3 separate regions of the Zea mays genome follow, and all the other regions are linked to region 1. A link is a contact called in public Hi-C data. All regions are on one chromosome and are shown on one strand. Each heading gives the region's core, a stretch centred on a gene start, on an enhancer-like site or on the middle of the called end of the contact. The rest is flanking DNA. Distances are from core to core; before and after follow the strand shown. Region 1 holds the start of LOC100191359. Region 2 holds the start of LOC100280328. Region 3 holds the start of LOC542277 (nucleic acid binding protein 1).

Region 1 (3,913 bases), core at 478-2,977:
TGTTGCCTTATTTTTGATAACCTATAGCAATCAGAAGCAAGTAACCAAAAATGCAAGAGATGAAAATCTTTGCATTGCAAAAGATGATAATGTACAATAGTGGAACAACTGAGGAGAAATTGGGATGGGTCCAAAGGGTGCAGATTCTGTGGAAAAGAAGAAACTGTGGGCAATCTTTTGTTTAGATGTCCTACAGCTGTTATGACTTGGGCGGTGTTGGGTGAGAAATAGTTTGGGCTTGTCGAAGATCCCAACATCCATTAAAAATTTCAGGAGAACTGCTAGAACAGCGAAGGAGGGAACAAGAACATGTTCATATGGTTCGTAATAGATGGAGCGGGTTGGGCTCTGTGGAACACGAGAAACAATCTATTTTTTCAACAAAAAAAAACTGAAATCTCCTAAACGAGTTGCTTGCAAAACTATTGGTCTTCTAAACCATTGGCAGACGCTGGCGAAGGAGAAATGGAACAAGCTGGAGTTGCTGCAGAAGATGAAACCTTCAGGCTTTGACATTTTCTAATCGAAGACCAATGACAGTTTTAATGAAAGTGACTAATGGTGCCATTCTTAAAAGTTCAAATACCAAATATGTAATGTTTTCAATCTTCTCCAACGAGAACTGGTGGTCACAATCTATGAAATAATAAATACAACCAGTAAGTAGATTAGTACATATTTCATTTTGAATGGAAGGGCACCTAATATGCTAGCTTGTTTTCGACTAAGGAATTAATACAAAACTAGCATACTAGAGTAAACAAATGCACAAAAAAGCTACCCTTGATATCATTGCTACGTATGACAAAATAAATTGGGCATGTTATTATCTGATACACGGATTCAATTCTAAACTGGTCCCTAAGGCATCATACGAGAAGTCTTCATAACTCTGATGTTCCTATTGATACAAACATTCATAAAAAGGCAGCATGGACTTCAGAAGCCCGTCCTCAACAAAAATTGATTAATACAAATCACTACATTACTAACGATAACATGCAAGAAACTAAGACTATAGGAGTATACAATGCATGGAGGGCACACTACCTTTGCTGGATGCTCATGATTGACGAAGGAGATGAGCTTGATGGCATGATCAATTTGATCATATATGTCTTACGTAGTTGCATCACCATCTTTTGTGGGAGAATTAGACTTGTGTTAAGGCTAAACTTCCCATACCTGATATGCATATGGTTCAGGCCCTTTTCGGATGAGCAACCAAAGCTGCAATTTCAGTAACTTTCTAAGGCGTACAAGTTCGGTATTTTAGGAGCTGCCTCAATCACTTTTAGTACTAGTATTCATCAATTTCAGTTGCAAGGAAATCGTTGTATCGATGGCTACGCAATACTAATTCCACACGTGTCCGTCATCTTTGCAAAGTATTTCCCCGGGGTGAAATCAGAACCCACGCCCAAATCAAGAACCCTAGAATAGAGCTTATGATAATCCTAGCACCTCATTAATGTGATGCTCTACCTCGTCTGCATCTGAGGTACGGCATCGACTGCGGTAGCGCGGTGGAAACCCACACATAAATCAAGAATCCTAATACAGAGCAAAGGGAAGGGAAGAGCGGCGCAATTACCGCAAAAATACGGCAGGAGAATGTAACGCCCGTGGCCTCCGGAGTCTTCCCCGTCGACGTGAGCCGCTGCCCGCTGCGCAACCGGCGATGGCCGACAGACCGAGACAGCAAGGTAATGGAATTTCACTTTTATTATTTTTCTCCCGTTCCCCAGTCACCTGTTTTATACGGCACATACTCAGACACAACCAGCCCAGGCAGGTATCCACTCGGCCCAGCCCATCCAGGTGAATATACTTTTACAACGGCCCACCAACCAACACACTCAAACATCACTCCCACCAACCTACTACTTTCAGTCGACCTCATCGGCACGAGCTTCAGTTCAGCACGCACTTTAGAACTTGCCATTGTCATCGAGCCTAACACCTTCTCGCCAATATTGTTAGATTTAAGGCTAGAAAAAGAGTGCGAAGCTTGTGAGCTAGCTCGAGCTTGGGACGGTCCGGCTTGGTTCGGAGCGGTTTGCGAGCCTCGAGTTAGTCGAGCCTAGTTTTTGAGCTCGCTGGTCCACCGAGTCGAACTGAGCCAGCTCCCTCTGGCTCGCGAGTTGTACCAAATTAATCAAACTATATAATAATGATAGATAATAGATAATTTTATTTATAATGTTGAATGATGATTATATTTTTCACATTTATATACTATTAAAGCACTATATAATACAATATTATTTATTAAGGTCGAGCTTGCGAGCCGAGTCGAGCCTCATCTTTCAACTCGTTGAGTGAACGAGCCGACCCAAGCCGTGCTCAGTCTGTCAACGAGCCGAGCGGAGTTTGGCTCGTCTCGTTTCCAGCCCTTGTTAGATTAATGAGCTTGGCCTAAATTGAGAAATTCAATTAAATTCCAAAAAACCTCAAAAGACCATGTATGGGAACCGTAGTACCACATTGCTAATCTAAATTTAGTGAGACTAGTTTATATCTAGAGGCATCTCTCTCCCTCCAAGTCATGGATGAGGGGGGAGGATGGAACACCACACGTGGGTGCGCTCGCTCGCTGTCACACCCGGTTTTAGAAGGCAAACCGAATGTGAACCATGTACGTGCCAGGATCAGCAATTCACGTACACAACAGTTACATAACATGGACATCATCACATAGTGCTCAAATAGTATTAAAAAGGGAAATAATAATCGATTACATCATATGTCTGAGACATCCACATAGTCTTTACAATAAATCAAAGTGCGGAAAAGAAACGTAGATAAACGCGGCCTTCACAGGGAGCCGACTGGTGGTTGCCGCTAACCCACGCCTAAAACTCGTCGTAGTCTTGGAACTCCTGGAAGTCTCCTTCCACGGCTTCATCTTCTCCTGAGCAGTGGTTGCAATGCTGACAACCTGGGGATGGAGGGGGTTGGTGTGTAGAGCAAGGGTGAGTACACATCAACATACTCGGCAAGTATCATGTTTGGTTGTAGTGGACTAGCTTTATGTGGGGGTAAGTCAAGCAGTTGCTTTTAGTTGGTCAGATTATTATTACTAGTACAGAAAGCCAAGTTTTAGAATTAATCCATATTATTAACCCAACCATACTCCTTTCCAAACGGAAAGAGTACCACTTACCATTACCAGAGTCAAAACCAAGAACCATCAATCTCATTGCCACCTGCAAACCGAACATCTCTGATCAAGTACCACTAATCACTAGAGCTCCCTTGGCCGCTCATAACCGCGAGCACGGCTGATATATCAGTTTTTAAACACTCTGCAAAGGTTGTGCACTTTACCCACAAGCCGTGATTCCCTTTCTGCCCGGAGAGAGCTACTCCCCATTGACCACTGCCTAGGTGGCCCAGCAGGGCATCACTACGTAGCCTTTACAAAGATTCCTCGGGGTTGTAGCTGCCCGTTAGGTTTCCTAAATGCACCACACTCCTCCCCAAGGGGGCGAACCCAAGCTTGGCAGGGCGAGCCGCATACACCGAGCCCCATTAACGGCACGACGGCTAAGCGAACTACACCCCGGTTCCTCTAATTATTCAGCTAAGGGCATCCCATTCCACCCTCATGGTTGCACTGTTTTCCCGGGCGGTCATCCAACGAACAGGTCCTTACGGAAAGGCACTCGAGAAACCGCTCGAGCCCCCTTAAAGGACACAAGTATAACATCATAATAAAGGAAAGGAAAACAGCGTATCATTGATAATTCTCATCATGTTTGAAAGTCGCACGAATGAACACAAAGATGTAGCACTCACTATCTCTCAATGAATCTCACAAGGCACTAGTGCTAAACTCAAATGAGTAGCTCTCTATTGCTTGCTCTCTCTTTTGTGGCACTTGTGTTTGTTGTAGTGGTCTAAATCTTTT
Region 2 (3,913 bases), core at 986-3,485, 480 kb before region 1:
GGGAACTGAGTGCCAGCCGCCGTCGCCGTCTTGAGGGGCTCCGGTTTTAGCAGTGCGGCCTCGTCAGGTTCAGTTCAGTTCAGTTCCTAGGAATGTAAACCAGCTCACAATTCTCCTATATATGTCGCCTCCACTAGTTTCTTCTCGTCTTTACTGCGAATGAAATGGTGGGGCTGCTAGTTAGATCAGTGAATCTTGATCTGTAGCTGGAGCCAGAGTGTAAGATCTGTGCAGTGATTTATCGTGACAATAAAATTAAGTTTGTGTCAAACCGTTTAGTCGCTAGACAATAAAATTAACTTTGCTAGCTCAAGCAAAACACCATGGCCACATAAGAATGGTTTCTATCCAACAGTCATCTTGTGTCTGATTTTCTTTTTCTTTTCCCTCTCTCTCACCAGTCATGCCACTAACACACCCATCAGATGTCAGAGCGTCGTCCAGCGATGAAGAAAGGGAAATGGAGGAAGAAGACGGCGTTGTGAGCGGCCATAAGGGCAAAACCGGTAGATTGCAACGCGGGCCCACCTGTCAGGTACACCAAAAGCAACACTGACCTTTTTTTGTCAGCGCGCAGACTTAAGCGACCCTTTTGACGACCCTAACTCGAAACGGTGTATTATGAAGAGCGGCAAGATAAAACGACCCATTTTGCCAAATTCTTCCTTGGAACTTGGAACACAACAGATCGGTAAGCAAACAGTTCTAAAAACAGCAGCAATGCGTGAGCAGGGCAGGCTACTTGCGGCGGAGAAGAGGAGATTGCCCCAGGCATCATGGACGAGTGAGTTCCCGAGAAGCAGGAAGGCCAGGATTGGAGAGCATAGGTAGGTCGCACGGGCGAACGGGGAACCGCCGCCGGTCACAGAGGCAGCGGCGTCGGAGAACACGAGGTAGTCGACGTCGAGGTGGGCATCCTGGCATCCCCGAACACGCGCTGGAAGGCGGATACGAAGGCGCACTTTGGCCCTCCGATTCTAAACGAACGGCTTCGATGGTCCGATCTGAGAGACCGGCAGCAACTCCTGACCCCACATGTCATAACCCCACAAGACTGTTAATTTTGCGTCAGCTACTCAGCTCCCCCACCCCCGCGGGAGAGGAGATAATTGCCATTATGGACGAAGAGAGGAGGGGATTCGACGAAATGGAGGCGTTGGCGTTGGCTTCTCTGTTCTGGAGACGCAGGCGACAGCCAAACTCCAAAACGGAAAGGAGACAGCGCTTGAAGCTGCGTTAACAGGTATTAGTTTCCTCTCTCCGTTTACCGTTCGCCTGCGCAGACGCCGTCTGGCGCACTCGTCTCTACACCGTCTCTTCTTGCGGCTGCTCTCGGGGTCGACCTGCTGTCGGGAGCACGTGCAGGAAAGGGACCTTGGCCATGGCCGTGGCAGAGAGCTTCGAGTTGGGGTCAGACGCGCGCAGGACACGGCCATGGACGGAGCAAGGAGCCGAGCGCGGTGCTGGAGATTCGACTGGCGAATAGAGGAAGGAGAAGCCCGGCGAGGTTGGGGAAAAGACAGGACGCCGGCAAGGAGAACCAAGGAGCCAAGGAGGGAGCTGGGCTCGGCTGGCACAGAGAGGAAGATGCGATGGCCAGGGGACTCAGATGCTGCGGCCAGCAGGGAGGCGCAGAGCCGAACCAGGGGCGAGCTCAAGGGAGCAGGCACGGTGGCCGGAGATCTAGGGCACCGCGAGCTGCACGACAGGGGAATTCTGAGCTGGGAGCGCGGCAACCATGGCTGGAGCAGGCGCGGCGCTGGGCGTTGGAGACCAGAGAGGAGAGCTGAGGGGCGCAGCTAGAGAAGCTAGGAAGGAGCTGGGCGAGCGGCGAGCCAGGGAGAAGCTGGGAGCCACGACGCTGTGGAGAAGAAGGAGCAGAGCGCGCTGGAGAGATGAAGACCAGGGCGCGGCAGGGAAGAAGGAAGAAGGATCGCGCGTGAAGTTAAAGGAACCAGGGCGCTCTGCTCCTTCTTCTCCACAGCGAGAGTTCGGGTGTGCCAGAGTGATGGCGAGGAGAAGAGACGGTGTACAGACGAGTGCGCCAGACGGTGTCTGCGTAGGCGAACGGTAAACAGAGAGAGGAAACTAATACCTGTTAACGCAGTTCCAAGCGCTGTCTCCTTTCCGTTTTAGAGTTTGGCTATCGCCTGCGTCTCCAGAACAGAGAAGCCAACGCCAACGCCTCCATTTCGTCGAATCCCCTCCTCTCTTCGTCCATAATGGCAATTATCTCGCGGGAGAGAGAGACGGGAGGAAGCGGATTCCATCCACACCGTCGTGCACCACTTTTCCCCGCACCCACCACGCGGCGCCGCCCGAGCACGACCATGGCGTCGCCGTCCATCCCCGCCGCTCTCCGCCACCCGCACCTCCCCGCCGATGGAGGACTTCTTTTCCACTCGTCCGGCGACCCAACCGCGCGCTCCTCGCTCTCGTTCAGGCAAAACTTTCTTTCTCAGAGACTGTTCTTTCCCTGTTGCCACATCTATTTTCTGGCACCGCACCGTGAAACATTTTGGTGTGTTGGTCGATCCAGCCGTGGTTAATTTTGGTTGATTTTCAGCTGCCCGTGTACTAGAAACGATTGTTGCTGTTGTATCAAATGCAACATGTAGTTTCAATTTGGAAAAATAAACTGCCTGACCAACTATTTGCTCCTCTTGCTTAACAGTATCAGAAGGGTCCGTGTCCTGGAAATAGGTAGATGGATTTGTATCTGTCCGAAATTAAACAATCCAGTGGATGAATCATTAAATAGCATCGTAGCCTGGCCGATTGCTTGCACTAAAAGAATCGAATGCTTTATCCTTTAACCTCTTTGTATCAATGATTATCTTGATGAGCACCATGTGTTTTGGTGAATTATTTGTCCTCTATGTAGTTCTGTAAAGTGATGTTGCAGTGATAATTCTTTGCATCTCTTCTTGTTTAAGCAGGATAGGAGACATGACAATGAGAAGGTGTCAGACAGGTCCTGGTCCTGTTTTGGCTGCAAGGAGTCCTGGTTTGGGCAACGTTGACAATCTCCATGAGGTGTTCACTTGCAATTTCGTTGATACTTTTTCAGTATTTTGTTGAAATGCCATATAATGAAATTTGACTTTACCCGTGGGCATGTGCTCTAGAGTTCAAGCTTATCTAGGAGCTGGGATTTGAACAGACAGATTGATGATGACCGTGATGTACTCATAGAATGTAGAGATGTCCATAAGTCATTTGGAGAGAAACAAGTATTAAGAGGTGTTAGTTTCAAGGTCAGCTTTTCTCTTTCCACTTTCATTGGTATATATGTTTTTTGTGACTAGAATCGGAACCAGTGATTGGCATTAGCAGCAATAAAATGGCATGAATCATGTAATTCTCAATCCCCAATTGCACAGGATTTGTAATTTGAATTTTATTTAGTTCTATTCTTTTACTCACCAGTCACCACATTGTAGTCACTACGCATTCTGTTCACTGTTATATTTTGATGTTTTCATGACTCAGTAGGTTTGGTTTGTTGTAGTTATGATTCAAAATAATGTTATACTTTTGTGTAGATTAGACATGGTGAAGCAGTTGGGATAATTGGACCTTCAGGGACGGGAAAATCAACTATATTGAAGGTTATGGCTGGGCTGCTTGCTCCGGACAAGGTTGTCCATCTTCTTAGTTTGCCCATGTTACAACAGTGCATCATTCATTTAATCATTTTCATTACAACTTGGTAAACTGGAAGTTTAATGTGCTCTTTTTCCTTTATCTGTCTCTGCAATAACAAGCAGGGTGATGTAATCATTTGTGGAAAGAAAAGGCATGGTTTAGTTAGCGATGAGGATATAGAGGGTCTCCGCATTGGTTTGGTACATATTCTTTGTGCTTTGTTGCATCTGTACTAAGAAATGGCATGATTTCCTTGTAGCTTCTT
Region 3 (3,913 bases), core at 871-3,370, 350 kb before region 1:
CTAAGGAAAAATTCTTAGTTTTGGCTCAAGTTGAAGCTTCTATGCTTAACATTGAACACTATATTTTCCAACACTGGTTGTAAGAGCAGCTGTGGGAGGACTGGAAAAAGTTGGGGAAAGTGCTGAGTTTTCTACTTATGACTTGTAGGTTCTACAAGAGGAGCTAGCACATTGCACGAATTTTGACTAAGGATGAATTTGCTTAGTCAAAACTCCATGCCCTCTTGTAGAACCGCTCATGCCCTCAGAATGAGAACAGTACACATGACATGAAGCATATTCATATGGAAACTGAGAGCAGCAATCCATGCATAATGCAAGCGTGCAAATTTGAAGCTCACCATAGTAAAATGAGTTGCAAATGGCATAAGCAAACAGGCCATATTAACCATAACTATACCCAAAATCTGTCAAAAAAATTAATAGCTGATAGTCATCAATAAACTCACATAGCGATGGAACATCTCCACAGCCTTCTCAGCCTCCTCGACAGTGCTCATAGTGACAAACCCAAACCCACGACTTTGATCTGTTTCTCTGTTGTAAATGACCTGCGCAGTGACAAAGTCCATTTCAGAACAAATGAGCAAGCTCCTTTTTTTCAACCCAGGGGGAACACGAAAACATATACCCCTAAAAGATCAAACAATGGTACCCTTGAACTATCATTTAACTATATGATTAAGGCCATGTTTGAATGCATTAGAGCTAATAGCTAGCTGCTAAAATTAGCCGAAACATCCAAAAAGTCTAACTAATAGTTCAACTATTAGCTATTTTTAGCAAATTAGCTAATAGTTAGCTAGATATTTGTTACCTAGCTGATTTCACCACCAATTTTTAGCCAACTAAGGGGGTGTTTGGTTTCTAGGGACTAATCTTTAGTCCTTAAATTGCCAAATACGAAAACTAAAACACTATTTCAGTTTCTGTATTTGCCAATTTAGAGACTAAAATAGAATAAAATGTAGGGACTAAAAATTAGTCCCTAGAAACCAAACACCCCTTAACTATTAGCTCGAGTGCATTCAAACAACCCTAAAATAGTGAACTCACGGACACTAGCTACGAAGCCACCTCAATAGCATGGACAGGTAAAGAGAGGGAGGGGGGGGGGGGGGGGGGGTTCTTTATAAACAACAAATATATATGTGCAGTGTCCTAGGATGAAATTTTGTGGTGAAAGCAGCATAACCCAGTGCAACAAGGATTTAATCAATAACTAAGTTAAGATGTAATTCTGATAAGAACCTGTAAACACATAAGCATATCTTATGAAGCAATATCACATTGCAACATGTGCAGGAATAAGTTCACAAATAACGCAAGTAGATTGCAGCAGCAGCACCCTTGCAACTTCAAATGCGCAATTCCCGCTCGCCGCACAACAAAATGCAGAAGAGCAGGACTAACTACAGTGTGATGCCGCTACAGTGGCTGCGGTGCGGTCTAAGTTGAGGCAAATTTGTTCCGGGGCAAGGAGTAGGACAAGGGGGAGGCAGTAGCCACAAACAATTGTTGAAGGGACGTCACCTCTGCGACCTCGACGACGCCGGCCTGGTCGAAGAGCTGAGCGAGGCGCTCGCTGTCGACGTCGTAGGGCAGGTTTCCGACGTAGACCTTGGCCTCCTCGGGCGGCTCAACGTACTCCCCGACCTCCTCCTCCACCTCGTCCTCGACAGCGGCTGAGACCTCTACGGAATGGTCATCCACCAACTCACCCGCCCCCTCGTCGTCACCCGATCCGAACAACTCCACCTCCTTATCCTTCTCCGAGTCGTCGGGCTCCGCGTAGTTAACTCCGACGGAGGACTCGAAGGCGGAATCGGAGGCGGCGAGCGGGGCGAGCGGCAGGCGGCGTGCGGAGCGGAGGCGGAGCAGGCGTCGGGGCAGCGCCGGCGCAAGGAGCACGAAGAAGGGGCAGGAAGTGGCGGGGCTGGACTTGGGGAGCGGGGCGGCAGCGAGGGCGCGGAGGGACACCGCGACGGAGGAGGCCATGGTGGCGCTGGGCGGGGGAGTGGAAGGAAGGAATGGGAGAAGAGAAAGAGATAAGAGGGGGAGGGAAGAGCGATCCGCGACCGCGAGAGGATTTTGGGGGGTGAGGCGCCGAGACTGGGTGCGGATGGAGTGGACGTACGGTGGAGATGGCCCCGGCCGACATGATATTCTGGGGGCCTTCCCTCGTTCCATTGAAAAAGACGGGCTGTTCCCTCCTACGATATGGGCTAGGCCGCTATCGGTGCCCAAATAGCGCGCGTGCTCCTCCATTCATGCTAGTGACGCACGTTTTCTAATTTCCGTATCGTTTTTGTTTATATCCGAAACTGATAGGTACGCGCTTCTCGATTTGTGGCAGTTTCCTGCTCCTCTGTTTTTAGGCCGTTTTATTTAAGGTATTCAGGCCGTTTTTAGACCATATTTTTTTCAAGAGATTTTCATTTTACTAAGGAAAATTAGTTTATTTTCCCATGAAAAAATAGAAATCTTTGGGAAAAATGTAGTTTCCAAACTAGCCCTTAGAGTCTTTTTTTCCTTTAGGCCCCCTTTTATTTCGTTAGAATTAAATTCTATTTTTATAATTATAATTTAGACAAAACTAATTAAATTCATATATTTATATATGTAATATATTTGTATATTATCCTAAATCATATGATAGAGATAGTTATATACTATATTTATGTTATATCAAGCAAGCAGATGAGTATGCTATAAGTTGTACATCGAAAAAATAGCATGAAAATCTATAGAATCAATTTCCAACTCTCACCTCATGAATTTGAGATAGACTTATATGATAACTTTGGAAAGTGTTGGAATGTCACATCCTAAAAAATAGTCTATTCTATTAGTAAGATTTCAATTCCTCAAAATGAAAGGAAACAAACGGGGCCTTAGTCTAAAGTTTAGTTTTTAGTTATATGACTAAAGTTTAGTCACTGTCCTGCTTAATTGTAGCGACTAAAAGTATTTAGAGCATACCAAATAAATCATTAGAAAAACAAAATATCCCTTAACATTCTCTCGTAATTATTGCAACTGAAATAGAAAAAGTGAAATTAATATGATTTAGTGCATTTTAAGCACCCTTTGAAGACTAGACTACTAGAGACTAAAATAGTTTAGTCTTTATTTTAGTCACATCGTTTGACAATTTAGAGCACTCAGCTTTTAAGAAACTAGTTTATAAAAATTGAGGTGACTCTAAACATACCAGTTTATAACTCAGTTCGTAGAAATTAGATTCTCGTTTTTTTTAAAACCAAGAAACTGGTCTCTCCTAGGTAAAAGATAAAAACTGGTTACTTTAAAACTGGGTTGCTTTTAAATAGTGCCTTAGTGACAATAAAAGGTCGTATGTCATAAAAATATTATGTAACTAGTTCAATTTGTGTGGTGAACGGTGCACGGAGGACGAAACAATTTTAAGGTATGGCAAAGCGCAAGCATATATAAAAGTAAGACTAAAATATGATTAGTACAACACAACGTATAAGAATATATGACAAACAATTTCATATCTAATTTATCATGTAAACAAATTGCAAATTAAAATAATCACCTCTCATTTGTTCAGTGGCTTTATCCTCTCTCATTCAGTACAAATTTAATCAACTAATTTACTGAATCAGCATGTTGCATAGATTAACCAATGATTTACTAATAATTGAATGATACAAATGAATAGTTAAAGAAATTGGAAAGAAAACCATCAAATAATAACAATACGTGACTCTAGTCATGTAGTACAACTGCATAGGGTAACTGCATGGGGGTATCGAGCGCTAGTTACTCTTTCGGCAACAGCGCACCTTAAAGCCTATTATTAATAGTGGCCCAAATAACGGTTCTTTGTGTAGCTTTTCCCTTAGGCTCCGTTTGTTTTCTTTCATTTTAAGGAATTGAAATCTTA

What was found. A called contact is a pair of places that touch in the nucleus more often than the background predicts.
Region 2: a Hi-C map of leaf shows a contact between it and region 1, with 4 times the contacts expected there. The contact joins the promoter of LOC100280328 here to the promoter of LOC100191359 in region 1. A contact is called at or near these places in 3 of 25 Hi-C or Micro-C datasets (ear, leaf and tassel).
Region 3: a Hi-C map of ear shows a contact between it and region 1, with 3 times the contacts expected there. The contact joins the promoter of LOC542277 here to the promoter of LOC100191359 in region 1. A contact is called at or near these places in 3 of 25 Hi-C or Micro-C datasets (ear, leaf and tassel).

What each region holds. Positions count from the first base shown.
Region 1 is chr7:47,949,896-47,953,808 of Zm-B73-REFERENCE-NAM-5.0, forward strand. It overlaps LOC100191359, which reads right to left and starts at 1,728. Exons shown (of 3, transcript NM_001136793.2): 1 at 1,595-1,728.
Region 2 is chr7:47,468,450-47,472,362 of Zm-B73-REFERENCE-NAM-5.0, forward strand. It overlaps LOC100280328, which reads left to right and starts at 2,236. Exons shown (of 11, transcript NR_158545.1): 1 at 2,236-2,443; 2 at 2,940-3,036; 3 at 3,129-3,257; 4 at 3,551-3,641; 5 at 3,771-3,848.
Region 3 is chr7:47,594,531-47,598,443 of Zm-B73-REFERENCE-NAM-5.0, forward strand. LOC542277 (nucleic acid binding protein 1) reads right to left here and starts at 2,121. Exons shown (of 4, transcript NM_001111877.1): 1 at 1,534-2,121; 2 at 450-551. The coding sequence starts at 1,998.